Regions from separate parts of the Sus scrofa genome. Here region 1 is linked to region 2. The links are chromatin contacts, called in public Hi-C maps. All regions are on one chromosome and are shown on one strand. The core of a region is the stretch at or near the end of the contact, and the rest is flanking DNA. Distances in the headings are between cores, read along the strand shown. Region 1 has its middle 46 kb from the start of GALNT5. Region 2 has its middle 160 kb from the start of GALNT5.

Evidence for each region. Hi-C and Micro-C count contacts between places; a contact is called where the count stands out from the background.
Region 1: a Hi-C map of embryonic fibroblasts shows a contact between it and region 2, with 4 times the contacts expected there. The contact joins two enhancer-like sites. A contact is called at or near these places in 6 of 47 Hi-C or Micro-C datasets (embryonic fibroblasts, epiblast stem cells, fetal heart ventricle and 2 more).

What each region holds. Positions count from the first base shown.
Region 1 is chr15:64,193,024-64,198,420 of Sscrofa11.1, forward strand. No RefSeq gene overlaps it. Among named protein-coding and RNA genes, the nearest start is that of GALNT5, 46 kb to the right of the region's middle. Within about 2 kb of position 2,533, at least 5 of the 83 cell types and tissues checked have an H3K27ac peak or open chromatin away from gene starts, as enhancers often do. A contact at or near this core is called in embryonic fibroblasts, where this site is marked.
Region 2 is chr15:64,076,304-64,082,033 of Sscrofa11.1, forward strand. No RefSeq gene overlaps it. Among named protein-coding and RNA genes, the nearest start is that of GALNT5, 160 kb to the right of the region's middle. Within about 2 kb of position 3,693, at least 5 of the 83 cell types and tissues checked have an H3K27ac peak or open chromatin away from gene starts, as enhancers often do. A contact at or near this core is called in embryonic fibroblasts, where this site is marked.

The DNA of each region.
Region 1 (5,397 bases), core at 1,283-3,782, 120 kb after region 2:
AAAGCTACCAGTGGCTACATTTTTACATAGGGCTTGAATGATGCCCCAGTGGGTTGCTGAATGATCAAGGTCATACTCTCCTGCCAGTAGGTAGTCCCAGCTGTCCTGCTCTCCTCACCTCACCCCCAAAATTTTGGGCCAGCTTTTTCTTTTCTTTGACCTGAATCTTGAGTCCTTGGGTACTTATATGCCCAAGTGTTGGACTAATTCAAAGTACCAACCTACCTTTTCAGCAGGATTAAAATCCTGTCTGCAGCTTCAAAGGCAAGAACAGTTTCTTATCATTTCTCCCCACCCCTGATGGGGGAAGAGATTTCACAGGGGTTGATTGTCCTTGTCCTTTGATGCTATTAATATTGGTTAGGTAATAATGTTTGAGAACTAGATGAATGATAGCTGGTTAATCTACCTCAGTTAGAGGTAGATGGGGAAGACTACCTGAAAATGCTCCCTCCTCCATGCTTTAAATTGGAATAAGAAATGCAATTCAAAATCTTGCCAGAGAGTAGGCATCCTCAGGTCATACAAACCAGGAACTGGACCATTTGAAGTAAATTAAGGGAGAAAAGAAAAAGGCAAGGATAGTTATGACAGACTTTGATTTGAGAAAAAAACATGAAGAATCCATTACGGTCGGGGGCTTTCTTAGCTCCAGTGGAAGGAGCCTCATGGAATTTAGCCATGTAGCAGCTGAGGCTCTGGATGAGACCATGCTCAGGATCACTCTCTCATCCTCATGTCAAAACACCTCATATGCTCAAGAGGAGAATAATTTGGTGCACTTTCCCACACGAATGTAGTGAGGTGTCCATGTAAATATATTTTACAGCATGCAGATATTTCCTTCTCAATTTTGAGAGGACAATGCGTGTAGAAGACTTGGAAGAGCAAAGTCATCTGAATTATTTTTACCTCACCAACATGTGCCAAATAATCCTTCTGTCCCTCAAGGAGCTGGACATAGAAGCATCCCTTAGGGTGTTGCCCTAAGTAGTTCAGGCACTTCACGTATTACTAACCTCAGACAGAGGCAGTGCACAAATCGAGTTTCCTTTACTAACACCGCACCTAAAACATCCATTTTTCACTGACAGGAGTGCTATGAATCTTCTCTTAAGAGTAAGGAATTCAGGAAATAATGTCACTCAAGATGTGATAATCACAGGGAGGTAATGTAATCTCTGAGTCAGGAATTATAACTGTGTCTTCTCCTCCTCCACTTTTAGGTTACTAAGGATTCTTTGCTACTACATAGGAACCATGGGCTTTGATAAAATTTTAATAGACAGCAACAGAAAAACCTGTCTCAACCCTCCACCCTTGGGAACAGGTAAATCAGTTGCTTAGTAGAGGAGGTCTTTAACAAAAGGTCAAACAAAATTGTTCTGGGAACTTTTTGAGACTTAAAATAGCTGCTTGAGATAGGGATCCGCTTGTGGAGGTGAGTCCTTTGTGAAGGCATCTCCTTGTGGCCTCCGTGTAAGGTAGGTAACCCTGCATCTTCCCCATTTGCCTCCCCTCTGCTTCCCTCTTCTTCCACTCAAACCCCACTCACACACAAAGCCTTGAGAAAAACTGAGATATACAAAAGGCCATCAAGTTAGTGAAAACTTTGATTTAAAAATCTGAAATAATAATTCTCTGATGGAAAACAAAAAGACCCTGCTTCACAGAGTCAGTATTCATTCTTCCATATTGCCATTGGGATTAGGCAAAGAGCTGGTCTGGCAGAACAAAAACATTTCAAATGTTTTGAAGTTGAAATGTGAAGTTAAGTTACAAGCATGGTCCTAGGTAGAAACTCTGAATTTTTTTTATAATGGTAACTTGTTTGCTGAGAGCATCATAAAAAAATTTGGGATGCAATATCTCCAAAAACACTTTCAGGCAGGTAGATGATTCTTTTTTCAAGCATAATTTCCTCTAGTGGCTTGCATCTTAAATGACAAGATATAGAAAAACTATGGGATATTTGATCTTTATGAAATTGCATAGGTCAGGAAAGTCTAAAACAGAGTTAGCAGATTAAAAAACAAATGAAAGGAATTTTTGACAAAAAGAAGAAAAGAATCATCACATATTTTTGTTGACGGAACAACAGTTGGATGATCAAGAGGTGGTATACAAAGGATGTCTTTTTGGTAAAGAGATTGAATGAAGGATATTTATGTGCTCTTCAACTCCCAAATCTTAAGATATCCATGACTGTCATGGAGAAGGAATAAACTTGATTTGGTCAAGAAGTCCTTCTAGAATTAAAAAGCCAAAGAAGAATGCACCAAGGGCATATGTGAAAAAAAAAAAAAAAAAAAAAAAAAAAAAAGTAAGACCTTTTGGATATGAAGCAAAACAAGTCTATTTTTAAAAGACTCTTTCTTAACTTTCCGGCTTTTGGACCCAAACACATTGAGAACCACTTTATAAGACTAGCATTTCACAAACTCCAGTTTTGGCATCTTAATAAATAGGTCTGCAATATTCTGGGGATTATATGGTAAAATATGGAACTTGGTTACATGGAGGGACATTCCTCAGTTGTGAGCAGGAATAACAAACACACTCTGAGTCACCACCCTGCTTAAAAACAGATAAGATAGATTGTCCCTATGGATTTAAAAAAATGCTTTTCATTTTCACCCTTGTATTAATATTTCTTACTCAATGGTGTAGTAAGGAGTGTTGTTTTTTTTTTTTTTTGAAAATGATAACAAGTGCTTTGAACTTTAATGATTCTCATGAAATTAGTCTTTTGTCAACCATTTTAAAGATATTTTTGCTGTCTCAATGGAAATACAGAGTACAAAAGCACCATCTTGTGGCTAAAAGGAAAAAGTGTTTCAACACAAGCCAGCTTGAGTCACAAATAACTTTTTTTTACTTTTTATGAAATATTTGTCAAGTTTAATTTAAGCTCTTGATAACTTTAAAACAGATGGCTAACGGGCTTAATACAATTTAGAATTGAATGTGTCTTTGGTATGTTTGTATATGGATATGATTCAAGATTACAAATCCCAGCATATGATAACCACATGAGATTGCAATTCCTTAGTCAAATTTGAAACAAAAATAGAATTTAGTTTTAGTAAACTGAAAATTTAGTCTTTGTGTTTTATTAATGAAACTTTTCTTGTTCATCATTTTAACTTAGAAGTATAGTTGGTTGTTTGTCCAGTAGGAAGTAGTAATTGTTTTCATAGAATGAATACAGATAAAATTAATTTTTTAAAATGTTACCATTTGCAGATGGCGAATTTCATTTCACAGGGAGAAGTGATGAGGTAAGAATGATTCAAACAGCAGTAGCTATGTTGACAGAATTTGACAGAATAGGAGGTACAAAAACATGGGACATTTTCTTTTTTTGCAATACTGAATATCATGTCTTATAAATTGCAGCTTCATTTACTATTCCCACTTTAGAAATGGAATATCCAAAGTACAGAGAAGTAAGTAAACTGCCCAAATTCACAGTGCCAGGAAAAAGCAGGAGCAGAATTTGAATCAAGACCTCAGGGTCCTCTTCCTTACTTTTCTAGTAGTTTCCAAACCCCAGTCCTCAGGTGTACCTGGACTGTCTGCACTAAAGTCACTAGGAATGTGTTTCCAATCCTGGAGATTCTGATTTAGTAGATTAGCTCTGAAGTCCAAGTCTAAAAAATTCCCTGTGAGTCTAGTGAGAAAAACCATCCTATTTAAGCTAAAAATAGCAGGCAAGGTAATTAAGCAAAGAAGGACAAAACTGAAAATCAATGAATACTCTTCATTTTAGCCATCAGTGTTAGAAAGACTATCTCCATTCATATTGCCACTTTTTCAAAACCTACCACAAAACACACCTACTCTGAAAACCTTCCCCAGATAAGTTCTACTGTACTTGTCAGTTTCTCCTTTACTACACAGACATGCTTTAAAGTGAGTGGATGGGCAACGGGGTCCTGCTGTATAGCACAAGGAACTATGTATCTAGTCATTTGTGATGGAACATGATGGAGGATAATGTGAGAAAAAGAATATATATTTATGTATGGCTGGTCACTTTGCTGTACAGCAGAAATTGACAGAACATTATAAAACAATTCTAATATATTTTTTTAATTTAAAAAGTGGAATCAACAACTACCATCTATGGAGACGATGCTGTGCTGGATGTTCTATGTATTTCATCATGTTTAAATAATGATAAAATATACAAGAATCTTTTCAAATCCCATATAGCCAGCTGATTCACATAGAATACTTCCATTGATTTTTGTCTGTCTCTGTCTATAGCCAACCTACTGTTTCACTTGAGAAACAAGTATAGTTCCATGAATGTAAGTTGATAGTTTTACTTAGGTTAATGAGTAAGATAAAAGTGAAAAAAAGAAGACATATGTTGGACTTCATTCATTCATCAATGAGTGAATGACTATTTTGATGAATTGAATAATAGTTCTTAAATACTAGGAGACTATTTCCTCCATTTTTGCGCAATTTACAGTGCAACAGTTACAAACATGCCATACTTTTAGATTTAACCCATAATATTATTTGCTATCACTTTCTTAAATCTAGAAATGAACAAAATGATAAGTGAATTCCTGATTTATATGGTCAGGAATTTATGTACAGTATATACTATTCTGTATTATTGCCATTCTATGAATATCATTGACATAAATAACTTCAAAAGCATGTGTAATACTAAGATGTGGGCAAATTAATTAGGATATCTTGAGTGTTGACATATATCAAAGGTATATGTTACCTTTGATTTTTATGTAATTTGTTTAAATGAAAGTTTATATAATTTAATTTTTAATAATGACATTTAATAATCAGATTTCCAAATTCCTGGAAATTTAGCAAATGGCTCTTGTAAGCCAGTGCGAGCAGGCTCCAATACAACTCTAATTATTCACATTTTATAGATAAGGAAACTGAGTAATACAAATCGTTGATTCATCCTGCCTGCATCTTAAAAAAAATAAAAACAGCTCATGATTCAAAACCAGGTCTCTTCAGTTCCAGTTGGTACGCTTGCTCAGTCTCTCAACTACCTACCTACCCTACCCATCTCTACAATATTAATCAATTCTTACCTATATATTACCTGAAAATATTTTTCAAAGATTATTATATGTGACCTTTTATTCTTGTAATTTGAATTTTGTGTCCTTTTTCTTCTAAAATTTCCCATAAAATCTGATACTTTTTTTAGTATAAGTAGATTCTCATAATTTTGTTACACAACAATACAAAATTAACTTAAAGCTAGTTCTTATTGAATTTCCATCTAACTATAGAAATTAAAGTTAACTTTCAGTCTAATACAGAATATTTTTTTAGATACATTCTAATTCTAGAATTATTTTTTTTTTGAGTTACAGTTTAACTATTATTATTAAGGAGCAA
Region 2 (5,730 bases), core at 2,443-4,942:
TGTCAAAGGAAATTAGGTCTTGCAGGATTTTACCTATTAATTTAGGTGAGGGGTGGGGGCAGATAAGGTGGCAAAAGGACTTGGGGAATCTGTACTTTAAGCTGTTCATCTGCCCACGTTGTGGGCTTGCCTTTATAAAGAAATAAAATATAAATATATGAAGATATAAATATATGTATGTTTATAAACATATGTAAATATATATTTATGTATTTATAAATAAATACATTTATAAATGTAAGTTTCTGGCCCAGACTTAATGAATAAAAATATTCAGATTCATATTTCAGACAGGAAACATCTATTTTTAAATAACCAGATGATTTTTATTGAGTTTAGGAATACTTCACATTTGCATTTGGCTTCTCTTTCTTAAACTTAAAAAAAAAATCTCAAATAATTGACTTATCCAATTTTTAGTAGGTCTGCTTTCCTTGTCACTTAAAAAGACCTTTGGATAAATCTGGCAGCATAACTCCATTCTTTCAATTGGCTATTAAGAAAAATAAGCATCATGAAGTTCCCCATTATGGCTCAGTGGGTTAAGAACCTTATGTTAGCTCCCTGAGGATACAGGTTTGACCCTGGCCTTTCTCAGTAGGTTAAGGGTCTGATGTTGCCACAACCTGTGGCATAGGTCACAGATTCAGGGATCTGGTGTTGCTGTGGCTATGGTGTAGGTGAAGTTGACCCCAGAAACTTCCATATGCCATGGGTGTGTCCATAAAAAGAAAAAAAGGAAAAGAAAAATAAGCATAGTATCTAATCTGAGCCTGAAGAGATTCTGCTTATAAAGGCAACTTTGGGGGTTGAATATTGATTATATTGCTTTAAGGAATGTTTATACTAATATTTCAATTTTTTAAGTTTTTTTAAATTGCTATTTCCCCAATACAATTTTTTTTCCTACTGTACAGCATGGTGACCCAGTTTAATTCTCTTTTGAAGAAAATAAAGCAAAATTCTCTGGATAACAACACAATATATTCTTGTCAGCCTGTGCCATGTGAGACCTCTCTCCACCCTTACCCCAAAGTCTAAGACTTTGATGAATCTATGTGATGAGGGTTTTCTTTTTATATTACAGAGCTATGCCACTAATCTTAATCCTGAATGTTTGAGTATATCATGGGTGAACTAACACAACCATGTGAAAAGGTTTTAATGAAACTTTACTGTGGTGCTTTTTAATAAATACAATTTTTTCAAAATCCACATTTTTCCATGGTTAGTAAGAAAAAAGAAAGGTGCTTGGGAACATTGCTCAATAACACTGTGAAACCTGGTCTTGCTCATGTTGCAGAGGGGGTACAAAACCCTACTTTCAAGAGAAAGAAGGTAGGTTTTTTTTTTGGTCTTTTTGCCATTTCTTGGGCCGCTCCCGTGGCATATGGAGGTTCCCAGGCTAGGGGTTGAATCGGAGCTGTAGCCACCGGCCTACGCCAGAGCCACAGCAACTCAGGATCCGAGCCGTCTGCAACCTACACCACAGCTCACAGCAACGCCAAGATCCTTAACCCACTGAGCAAGGGCAGGGAACAAACTCACAACCTCATGGTTCCTAGTCGGATTCGTTATCCACTGCACCACGACGGGAACTCAGAGAAAAAAGATAGTTTATAAGCAAAAGGAAATTCCATATTGAGATGCTATACTGTCTAAAATGTATTAGAACTGGATTGACGTGTTGTTGTAGGAGCTCACAACATCTAACAGAACGTGATGGTGGTTATGCAGTTGGCAGTGACTCTGAGAGGATCTACCATATTCAGAAAGCATACACAAAGCTTTAAGATACTGTAACATTTACAGTGGTATCCATAAATGACTTAGAAATTTGGGTTATTCTCCAACTGCGTAATATACATAATTGACAAGAATGTTTCATAATTTTTTGTCTTAATAGCAAAATGTTGATGTCATCAGTCTCTCTTCAAGACCTTAGTAATCATACAATTGATGTTAATAAAAACAACAAATGAATATAGAGCATAGGATCATAGGAATATGGAAAAAACCCATCCATTTAGATTTTATAAAATATTTCCATATTTATAAGATCCTGCCATCCCACTCCTGGGCATACATCTGTAGAAAACTCCAATTCAAAAAGATACATGTACCCCAGTGTTTGCAGCAACACTATTTACAATAGCCAAGACACAGAAGCAGCCTAAATGTCCATTGACAGAGGAGTAGATAAAGAAGATGGAATATAACTCAGCCATAAAAAAAGGATGAAATAATTCCATTTGCAGCAACATGGGTGGATCTAGAGATTGTCATATTGAGTGAAGTAGGCCAGACAAAGACAAATATCATATGATATCATTTATATGTGGAATATAAAAAATGATACAGACGAACTTATTTACAAAAAAGAAAGAGACACACAGACATAGAAAAGAAACTTATGGTTACCAAAAAGTATACCTGGTGGAGGGGTATAAATTGGGAGTTTGGGCTTAATGTATATGCACTACCATATATAAAATTACCAATGAGGACCTACTATTTAACATATGGAACTACATTCAATATCTTGTAATAACCTATAATGGAAAATCCGAAAAAAATGTATAAAACTGAGTCATTTTGTTTTTCACCTGAAATTAACACAACATTGTAAGTTGAATATACTTCCACTAAAAAAAGAAACAAAATGTCCCTGCTTATTTCTAGTGATGATTCCTGTCTTCCTGCCCTTACTTCTAACCTCTCTGTGTCCTTATGTTTAAGTTATATAAGCTGTATGCAGTATATAATTAGGCTTTGCTGTTTTTAGTCTATCTTTAAAATTTTCTTTTTAATATTTAGACCTATTGTTTTGGTATATTTATTGATCTATTTGGGTTTATATTCACCATTTTACTATTTGTTTTCTGTTTGAACCATTAATTTTCCGCTTCCCCATGAAGAACATTTGCACATGTGGTTCCTTTCGTCTGAAATGCCCTTTCTCCTATGTTTTTCCTATGTTCACTTAGTTATCTTTCATTAAGACCTTAGTCACTTCCTTACAGGAGATCATCTGGTCCCCTGTCTAGATTTGGTTCCTTTTTATAGTCATTCTTGTAGCATCTTGTTCTTTCTCTTTGGAGCACGGATTATTTTGTGTGACTATCTGATTATTGTGTGTGTCTTCTTCTAGACCATCATTTGATGATGGTAGGATGAATTATTTTTCTAATCATAAATAAATACTTGCAATATTAAAAAGTTAATATGTAGAGTCTAATGCCAATTTTTAGTTTTCTTTACAAGTGTTAAATACATACAGACAAAGCCTTAAGAAATGATCTACACATTTCCTCCATGTTGAACAATACCATCGCATTGAGGTACCAGTGTTATATCAAGCCTAACCTGTTCTAAGGCTGGTCATGTCAGGCTCCCCTTCCATGAGATGCTTTACAGCTTCCTGTGATAGTAAGCTCATTCCTATGTAAGAAAAACAGATTTCCTGCAACAGTTCTATTTCTTTCACACCCACATGGAAGGCAAAAAAGTGCTGGTTTATTTAAAATATTTTCCAGATTATTTGATACAAATTCTTTTTCTACAATATTCCATTGTCATTTTTAAGTGAACTCGGCAAAGCTAAGGGCTCTGACTCATGAATGTTCACTTTCTTCCTGGATTAAGTAGGCAGTCACAGGCAAAAATGTCTGATGACTCAAAGTTTCTATGAGTATGCTCAAGTTTTTTCCCTTTTGGAAATCATTTCCAAGTACAAGTGGAAGAAATAATAATGTGCTGTGTGTGCTTCCTCCCATTCCTAGGCAAACAGTACACTCTTCAGGATTTTATCCTTTCGGAAACACTTTAGCTTCTCAAGGTAGTCTGATCCATTCTTTTATTAAAGGAGAAATGTATTTCTTCTTTGCATTTACTTGAAGGAAGTTTATAACAAATAATTCAAATTAAGCGAATAAATATTATGGAAATCAGAGAATACTAGGTGAATAAACTTATTGAAAGTTACCTGGAGCCTTGAACTGTCCTTGGGTTGAGTTGCCTTGTATTAGTCTAAATATCTTCTGAGGAGTTTTGATGAAAATCCAAGGAATAGTGCAGCCTTATCATCCATAGATATATTACTCTGCTTACTAAAGTAAATAGAGTAAAAGAATGGATCTCTTCCTGGCATTAAAAACTTAAAATTTGCAGATAAACTTTTTTGGTAAAGGAAAACTTTAATATCTAACTCCTCAAAGAAATCCCTTTTGCCTCTGGTTCCTTGGAAATAATGAACCACATAACTTTCATGGTAGTGGATTTTTTTTTTTTTTCCCACACACACCTCTCCCTTAGATGTCCAACAATTCTGATTGGTTAAAACTTGAACTGCCAAAAGTTGTATTTCTAGCCCAGACAAGTAATCATCCATCACGGTAATGATATATAATTACTTAGATTTTCATATGGACCTTCACATATAAAATTTAAATCACAAAATGCAGACTATAAAGGTGGACTGGATATATAATAGTCAGGTATTCATTTCACCAAGGCATAAATAGAACATACTGTGAAAAAATTTAGTCTGTACATTTATGAAAGCAAATCATAGATAAAACAATTTAATTTCATAAAAGAGGAAAACTATGCCATACATTTATTTTAGCAATAATAAGGAAATCTTTTTTTAAAATGTTTAAAGAAAATACAGCCATTTTCATATTCTTTTTAGAATTGCCCATTTCTAAATATTCACACTTCTTGGACAACTATGTCCTGAAGAAACTCATTTCATTTACTACCACCATTTTTTTTTTTAAAGTGTTGCAGATACAGCAAATGCCTTTGGGGATAAATGTTCAGTTATAACCCCAGTAAACACCCACCCTTCTCTTTCTTTTTCCCCAGAATAAAAGGTCCTGTTTTACTAAGTTCTTCTCTCCTAACATGCCTGAGAGTTCCTGAAAAATGCTTACGTATTCCACCAAATCAGCCTCTTTGTCATTATGTTCTCAGCCAGCCTTTCATTTCTAATCTTCTGCTCTATTCCTTAGAGATGACATTTGGCACCACAAGATACCTTTTCCAGGGTGCAAATGGCATTCTGGAGGCTTTTGACCACAACTTGAGCTTAGATTTAACTCAGCAGAAAGCAGATAAAAACAGACCATGATATTTAAGAAAAATGTTATGAAGCCTTTGAGGATCAGGAGAGATCTAAAATGCAGGGGTAAAAAGCTTCAACTAGATACTGGGCATCACAGCTTCTAGAGTCTAGGATTTCTCCAGACCAAAAATAGTTCCAGCCTACTTTTCCTCTGTAGGACTGTTGTTGCCATATTTTCATATACCAGACTTCTCCGACTTTTCCAACTCTCTGGGGATCAGTAAGAAGAAAATCAGTAGTGTACCCCTCACCCACTGTCTCAGCCAACCTTTGGTGCACTTCTTAACTTTATAATGACAGTTTTGCCCCCAGGTTACAAGTTTTTGACATCAACGTACTGAACACTTTACTCTTTATTATGACAAATCTCTGCATTCCACCATATAGTGAGGTTTTGATTTTTACATACCGTAACACATAGCCTCACTGGAGAGAAAGATTGATTTTCCCCTCCAAAGAGAATTTAAGTCTTCTCCAAAACATAAACTGGGGAAACTCACTTCTGGCCATGACAGAATAACTGTGACTAGATCTGCCTTCTATATTAAAAAAGAAAACTAGAAAAACAAAGAAAATATAAAAAATAATTGTTTTCAGAGATT